Regions from separate parts of the Zea mays genome. Here region 1 is linked to region 2. A link is a contact called in public Hi-C data. All regions are on one chromosome and are shown on one strand. Each heading gives the region's core, a stretch centred on a gene start, on an enhancer-like site or on the middle of the called end of the contact. The rest is flanking DNA. Distances are from core to core; before and after follow the strand shown.

Evidence for each region. Hi-C and Micro-C count contacts between places; a contact is called where the count stands out from the background.
Region 1: a contact with region 2 is called in a Hi-C map of leaf, with 4 times the contacts expected there. The contact joins the enhancer-like site here to the promoter of LOC100216797 in region 2. A contact is called at or near these places in 6 of 25 Hi-C or Micro-C datasets (ear, leaf and tassel) and 1 of 3 datasets of contacts at active chromatin or transcription factors (leaf).

The regions. Positions count from the first base shown.
Region 1 is chr6:82,356,858-82,360,473 of Zm-B73-REFERENCE-NAM-5.0, forward strand. No RefSeq gene overlaps it. Among protein-coding and RNA genes, the nearest start is that of LOC118472196, 120 kb to the left of the region's middle. Within about 2 kb of position 1,529, at least 13 of the 20 cell types and tissues checked have an H3K27ac peak or open chromatin away from gene starts, as enhancers often do. A contact at or near this core is called in ear, leaf and tassel, where this site is marked.
Region 2 is chr6:82,234,309-82,238,217 of Zm-B73-REFERENCE-NAM-5.0, forward strand. LOC100216797 reads right to left here and starts at 2,138. Exons shown (of 4, transcript NM_001143196.1): 1 at 1,472-2,138; 2 at 445-889; 3 at 137-252. The coding sequence starts at 1,793. It overlaps LOC118472196 (a long non-coding RNA gene), which reads right to left. Exons shown (of 2, transcript XR_004850196.1): 2 at 3,368-3,574.

The DNA.
Region 1 (3,616 bases), core at 279-2,778, 120 kb after region 2:
GAACAAGTTTCATTAAGCAAGGGAGACCTGGTATTACATAGAACTGGGAGTAATTTGCACCCAAACATTCCCTTTTAGAGTGACTGACTGAATTTTATTCAGTTAACTGAAACTTAAACTTCAGTGTTTGGTACCTAGTTTGGGGAACTCTTGCGACCAATCCATTAGGTTGTAGATTAAGAAGTACATAGAAATGTTGGAGGTTGTTATAAGGTGAACGATTTTTATATAAAGAGTTGGGCTTGTTAGTGGGAAGAAATTAGAGAAAATTCTGTTACACAACTCAATGGCAGTTTGGTATGGGCTGTTTCAGTCAATTGAGATTGAGCTGTCAACAGTTGGTTTTTCTCTACTTTAGGGCATCATAGTTTTTGTTCAATAAGTTTTTAGCCCTGGAGTGTTATACCAAAGTTATAGGGCTTGGTTTGGAGAATAATTTTGGTTAAGGAAGTCTGGTCTGTTGTTAAGGGGAATTGTGAGATCCAAGGGCTTAAACAGTGAGGAGTGGAATGGAGCTGCAGTGCTTTTCACTTAACCTCAGAGTTTGGTTTTAGAAACTGGATAAGATCCTCTCTCTGTTGTACTCCACCCATGTGCTCGAATTGGGATACATCCCTGAAAATCTGGGGTCTCTCCATATTGTAAATATCCAGGGTTTGGACTATTGTGGGGGGCTGTGAACAGTAGAGTCCTTATCCATTTTGTTCACTGTCTCTAGTATGGGACAGGAAGGATATTTGTGTGTTGGGCTTGTTGTGACCTGCATTTTGTGTTGGGCATCCACGTGTATTCACCATGCAATGTTGGCACCTTGAGAGTTATCTCCACCATGTGTTGAACAAATTCAGTGAACCACTGCTCTGTCTTCTTGTCTATTGCTTTAGGGCACAATCTAGTGAAGAGATCCCTGCTCTCGAGCTCTTGCTGGTCCCTTGGTACCTCTGCAGTTTGTGTTACGGTTTGAGTTCCCCTCTCAATCCCCAGGTCGATTTGCCCTTGTTCATGTGGTTCTCGTTCCGTGCTCTCCAAAGGTTAGTGAAGCTCACCCAGTTGGAATTTTTAGCTCTACTGTTCCGTGTTGCATAGAACGGGGTTGCGACATCTCGGTTTGGCGTCGTGGATAGCTTCCACGCGGTCCCATTAACCTACGTTGTCCCCGATCGACTTAACGCGAGCACCGAGATCCTCGCAAGTCGTTGAAGCTTCCCATAACCTCCGTTCAAGCTCTAAAGCGCGGTGGTCGGTAATCCAGGTCTAGAGTCTCCGCGGTTGGGTTGAGCACGTGACTGAGTTTGCTTCGGTTCATGGGTGTGCTGATGCCATTGTCATAGGCTATGTCGGGCCGTCGTGGCCAATCCAGCATGGGCTCACCGGAGCTACCCGCGGCGGAGTTGTGGCCGAGTTTCTATAAAAGATGAAAAACCGAAGGGCTTATGTGTTGCTGTCAGTGACCCACGTAAATACCGATTTGGTCTCGTGTTGGTTAGGCAAAGCTGCGAGGGATTTTGCGCAAAAGAGCCAGCACGGACTGCCGGCCATGGCCCATGGGCCAGCTTGTCCTGTTGCGCGGGCCGTCTGGGCTGGTTTAGGGCCCAGAACTGTTCAGTATTTTGCCTTTTCTTTTGTCTGTGAGATTGGAAATTAAGCCAGATATCATAGAAAAATGATAAAATTTCAGGTCAAATTTTGTTAGGTGTAGCAGCTAGATATTTTTAGGTGAATAAAAAGTACTTTAAATGAGCTTATGTGAATTTTAATAATAAAAGTAGAGCACTAAAAATTATAGGAAAAATTGTGTAAGCTTAACTTGAGCATATGACCCCTTGGGTAAAGTTTGGAACTGTTTGGACAAGACTTGCTTAGCAAATTAATTATTGCTCAATAAAATAAAAGAGTTTTACCCCTCGGTAGTTAAAGCACCTGATGTCTTAGTAAAGAATAAAGTTGTTTAGCAAGTTTTGGATAGTTAGATGAGTTCTAAGAGTGCTTAGTTCCCTGGTACCTATAGCTTGTAGGTTTGGTCTAGGAGTAATCTGTGTTATCTCCTTTGCAAGTTGCATATTCCTAGCATAAGCAAGCATTCATATTCATATTCATATCATTCATGTAGAACACCAAGAAGAAGAATTGGTTTTTTAAAGAAGGAACCTGCTCCAGTGCTATTGATCCAGTGATGGACTCCATCTAACTGCGTATCGTGATAGAAGATCTCATATTCCTCTCGTAATAAGGCAAGCCCTCGTGCATTTGCCCCTTCCTTGTGTTTTAAATGCTTTATCACCTGATATGATGCATTAGGTGATAGGAGTTGTGTGATAAACAATTTATACATTACCATTACTTGGAAATTCCTAAATTCCTATTTTATAAAAAGAATTATCACTGCTTAGTCCTGTTCAGAAACTCAAAAATCATTTGTTTTTCAAAAGGATGATGTGTAACATTGGTTATGGGCATTTGATTCAAAAGTGAAAGAAAACTTATGATGTTGAGTCCATCAGGGCTCCGGATGGGTTCATCATCCGAAAAGAGTACCCCTATTGGGTACCAAAAATGGGAAAATGGGTTGAATAAATGGAGACCAGACGCTGAGCAGACAAGGTCGCCTGTTTGTGTCGATTAAGGACTGTACTGTTGACTGGCCTGTTGTGGTTGAGACTTTACAACTAGCCTCATACCCTGGTATGGGACAGGGTAAGCTTGAACCCGGCTATTCCATACGTGAAGAGACAATCGCGCACTGGGAGTGGAGAGATGGCGGGAGTAGCATGTACCCTCCTAGCATAGTAGCACGCCTAGTAGGGTAATGAGCTCTCGGGTGGCGCGGACCTATTCATGTAGTGGAAAACTCCATGGGAACGGTTGACATATGCAAGGGTTAAGTGCTACATATGTTGTGTGGTTAGAGATCCCTAGCTGGGTATAATCGGTTCGAATCGTCATTGCTGCTCGGTTATTGTCACACCCGGGTTTTAGGGGTCCAAAGCCCGGGCGCGAACATAATCAACAGGTGTGCTAGGACCAAGTCTAACACATATGATGAATCATGGCACTGGATCGAATGCCACATCTTTACTATATAATAGGAGTTCTGTACAAAATAAATAAATAATTACATTATAAGGAGACAACGGTCTAGCAACCCAAAGTTGACTGGGAGACGACGACCTAGACCACTCACGAACTCGTCACAGCATCCTCCATGCTTCTCATCCTGTGGTACCTGTTCTTGACATGTGGGGGTGTGAGATATCAAGAGTGAGCTCACATACGTTCATAGCTCAACAAGTTGTGGGGAATAATGTGCATGACTCGCCAAAGGTGGGAGCTCACGTGAAGTGTAAGGCTTACCAAAGAGGATGGTTGAAGCTGAGCATTGCTTTTAAAGTTGGTCAAAATTTTATTAGCAATTACTAAGTATAAGTAAATAGCAACCCAATTAAGTAGTAAAACAAAAGTAATAACAACACCTGCGATGCAATGCATATGACAAATTGAATTTATGTTTCATAAATTAATCATGTGAGGGTCCAAGCTGCTCATTACCGTGAGCACGGCTAGTATACCAGTTTTACACTCTGCAGAGGTTGCGCATCTTTACCCACAAGTCATGTTA
Region 2 (3,909 bases), core at 888-3,387:
TACAATGTTGACAAATACATTCCTTGTCATCAATTGAAAGAAGATGAAGATCTGATGTATGGCTGATCACAGATCTGTTGCACAGGGGATCAGTTGTACCATGGACATTTAGAGTCTAAGGTGACAAGCCACAAACCTCTGATGTATGATTGATCACAGATCTGCCTCAAGGAATAATGGTCACCTGTACCAGTATCATAGTTGTCCTCAAATATGAGATGCCTGAATCCAGCCTTTAGTGCTTGCTTTAACCTATTCATAGTATGTTTAAAATAAAAAGTATTAAGACAAAAAAATTGCTTGATTTCTCGTCACTTTCATCTTAGGATTGATGACAAAAAGAGTGATAAGCAAACAATAGAAAACATCGTACATGGAATCAAAATTACAGTTTAGCACGATCAAGATAAAATCAAGCACAAAAGGTCTGTAAATAGATTTTACCTTTTCAACTCGCTTTGGTGGTCATCAAAGAAAACAAGCACCTTATCAGGATCAGAAATGCCATGATTTCTCAATAGCTTTCCCCAATCAATGCTTCCAAAATCAACAAAATCCTTCCCAGCGAGGTAAGTGCAGTTTCCATCAACATATGCAGGTCCTTTCTTAAGATATTTCTCAGGGTGCCTAGGAGAGAGTGATATAATCCTAGTATTTGGCATGGCCTTCCGCAAAACCCAAGTAGAGTGCCCCTTGAAAGCACCACTCTCAATCATCAAATCCGGTTTAATCCAGCGAGCCATAAACCAAAGCCCAAAACTGTGGTCAAAGCCCATTCCATATACGTTATTCTTAATGGGGCGCGTCTCATATATTGGTACAAATTCTTCCAATCCATTAAGTAGGTCTTTAGACGTCCATTCCACAGTCTTCCCTGTTTTTGATCTGCCTTTTGTGACAGAGAAAAAAGATAAGATACTGCATCCCATATAATGTAAGTCTAATGCATCGAATAAACTGACACCAATGAAATTATGGGTGGCATCATTGGGAAAAAACTCACTTCAGAATTCACAGCACCTACAATTTACTAACATAAATAACTGTTCATTACAGCCAACAAACTGACGTTAGGGAGAAAATTTTGAACAACTTATGCCATGTACTGGGTAGTAGAAATCAGTGGTTATATGTAGCCAGTCCGCCCTTGCAGATTATATATAAAACTAACAAATCAACCATTGTGAAGAGTGAGGTTTAAAACGATAGTACCAGACAGCATTTCAGATGAATATATGAAGTGGCTAAGCAAATTTACCTATGCAGATTGCAGAGCACTAAGAAACAGAATAATCAAACACTCAGACTGGAGAACGCTGATTGGCTTGGCACGTGAGGATTATTCTTTCCTCAATCCCCAAAACGGATCGATTAGGTTGGCATAGCACGGAGAAAAAAACAGAGTTCTCGAAACGAAGCAACCCTCCCTCCCGAAAGGAATGAAGGAAGCAACAGCGGCGCGAGTGCTTACACCAGGGGACGCCGAGGGAGCCAAAGTCGGAGGCGGCGGCGGCGTCGGGGAGGGCGAGGAAGCGCGCATCGAGGCGCGGCGGCGCGCAGTCGACGCTAGGGCGGGCGCGGCCCGCAAGGAAGGCAGCGACGGCGACGGTGAGAAAGAGCAGCAGGGAGGCGACGGTGCGGTGGGAGGAGTGCAGGCGGGTGTAGGCGGAGACGACGAAGCTAGGGTGCGCCTTCCGGGTCTTGGACTCGTCGCCGCCGTCCCCGGCGGCGGCGGCGGCGGAGGAGCAAGACGTCGCGCCGGCCGCGCGGGCGGAGAGGCCAATGTCGTGCATGCCGACGGAACGGCGAGAAGACAGATCGGGGGAAAGTTTCCCGGTGGTGGACTAGTGGTGGGGGAGGCCGGGCTTTGAGTGCGTAATTGTGCGCGAGTGGGAGTGGGATTCTAGAGGAGAAAATCGGTTATCACTATCTAGTATCTACTACTAGAAAACCCGTGAGGGTCTTGTGCCTCCTCCACTGGTTCGCACTCGCCGCCGCCGCCACCACCACCCGCCGAATCCCTTCCCTATATCTACCAAGCGAGGACGCGATGCGGCGTAGTGCGGCGCGAGGAGCCGAGGAAGAAGAACCCCTACGCGGCGTGCCTTGCACGTGGCTGTAGCTTTGCCCACCGCCCGAGAACAGGAGGGGATGTTGGCCAGGTGTCTGTCGAGGTGGACAGATTAAGGGAAAGGCTTGGTTGATTGCGTCTTGATCGAAGGGCCTCGTCAATCCTTCGATTCATACTAGGGGTGTTTGGTTGCTCCTGCTAAAGTTTAGCCCGGGTCACATCAAGCGTTTGACTTTTAAATAGGAGTATGAAATATAGACCCAACCAACTGGACTAGATTCGTCTCGTCTTTTAATCTTCGGCTGAGAAATTAGTTTTATAATCCGACTATATTTAATACCCCGAACGGAGGTTCAAACATTCGATGTGATAGGGGCTAAATTTTAGCAGGGGCAAACCAAACACCCCCTAGATCAGTGCCCGTGCGTTGCAACGGGAACATATAATATCTCGATAACTTATATATACACATATGTGTTATATAGTTATGAGATAGAGGATGACATATATGCGAGCTGTCTGGGATGACATCGAAGAGAAACTTGGACCTATGACGCACGGACACTCACCTAGTGTATTATATAAGATAGGTCAGTACCCGTGCATTGCATCTGAAACATATAATATCTCGATAACTTATATATACATATGTGTTATACGATTATGAGATGGATGACAACATTCGCGAGGCGTTCGTAATGATATCAAAGAGAAACACAGGCCTGCAACGCACAGGCACTCACCTAATAGTGTATTATATAAAATATAAAAGCCTAAATGTCAAACAATATTATTTGCTAATCCATCTTACCTATATAGTGCTTTGCATCTTTCATTGATGAGCGATGTAGCTCATATGTTCATATCCAGCTATTATACCAATGCACCATAGTTGTCAGCTAAAGGGTGGTCCTTAGAGCCACTATCATATGTTGACCTAGCATTTCTACCATACACTGGTGGTGGGGGTGGTCTGGTGGATTGGAGGATTTATTTGGTTCTGCTTTCTTGATCTCCACCGACAAGCAAAGCAAATGACCTAAGCCTGGTCAAAGTCCCTTCCATTAATTACTATTAATTTAATCAGTCATGGACCAATAGAAAATTGGTTTGGATTTGTGAGTGCGGTGAGAGGAAAATAACTTATGCATAAATTAAGAACATAACATGATGTTAAAAAGGTAAAATGGTATTTTGTTCAAGTTGGCCAGGCATGGGCAGAGGAAACCAGGTCTGTGCAAAAACCGGGCCAGCCCGAAACAATTTCTATAATTATATACGTAGAATTAAATAAAATATTGGAAAGACATTCTCTCATTAATCTTAGGACAGATTCGAAATACATAGTTCCAAGAAAACTACAAAACAAGTTAAGTTTCATGCTCTGATGAAACAACTATTAGAGCAAAGATTTCATCGCATCATTCACTCCACCGATGACCACAATCAGGGCTACAGCACACAAAGACACAGGGTCATCCCCTCCTCCCCTCTTGCTGCGGCCTGCAAATGATAAAAAGAAGCGCTGGGCTTAAGTTTGTCTCAAAACATTTAAGCAGGTTCAGTACCATCAATTGCAACTACTGAAATACAAATATCACTTTGATGTAGAAACGGTAAACACGGTAATTTTGAACAATACAGAAAGAGACATGAGCGATACGCTCTGCATCTCCAAATGGCATTTGGTAGTAGTATTTACTGCACAAAAGAGAACCCATATTCTGGCACCAAACAATAATACAAAGCCACGTTTTCTTGGGATCTGACTCCTGACTTGTGAATGAGGACATGCCCATGTCAGTGATATACATGACGGCCTCAACATTTAGGATAGA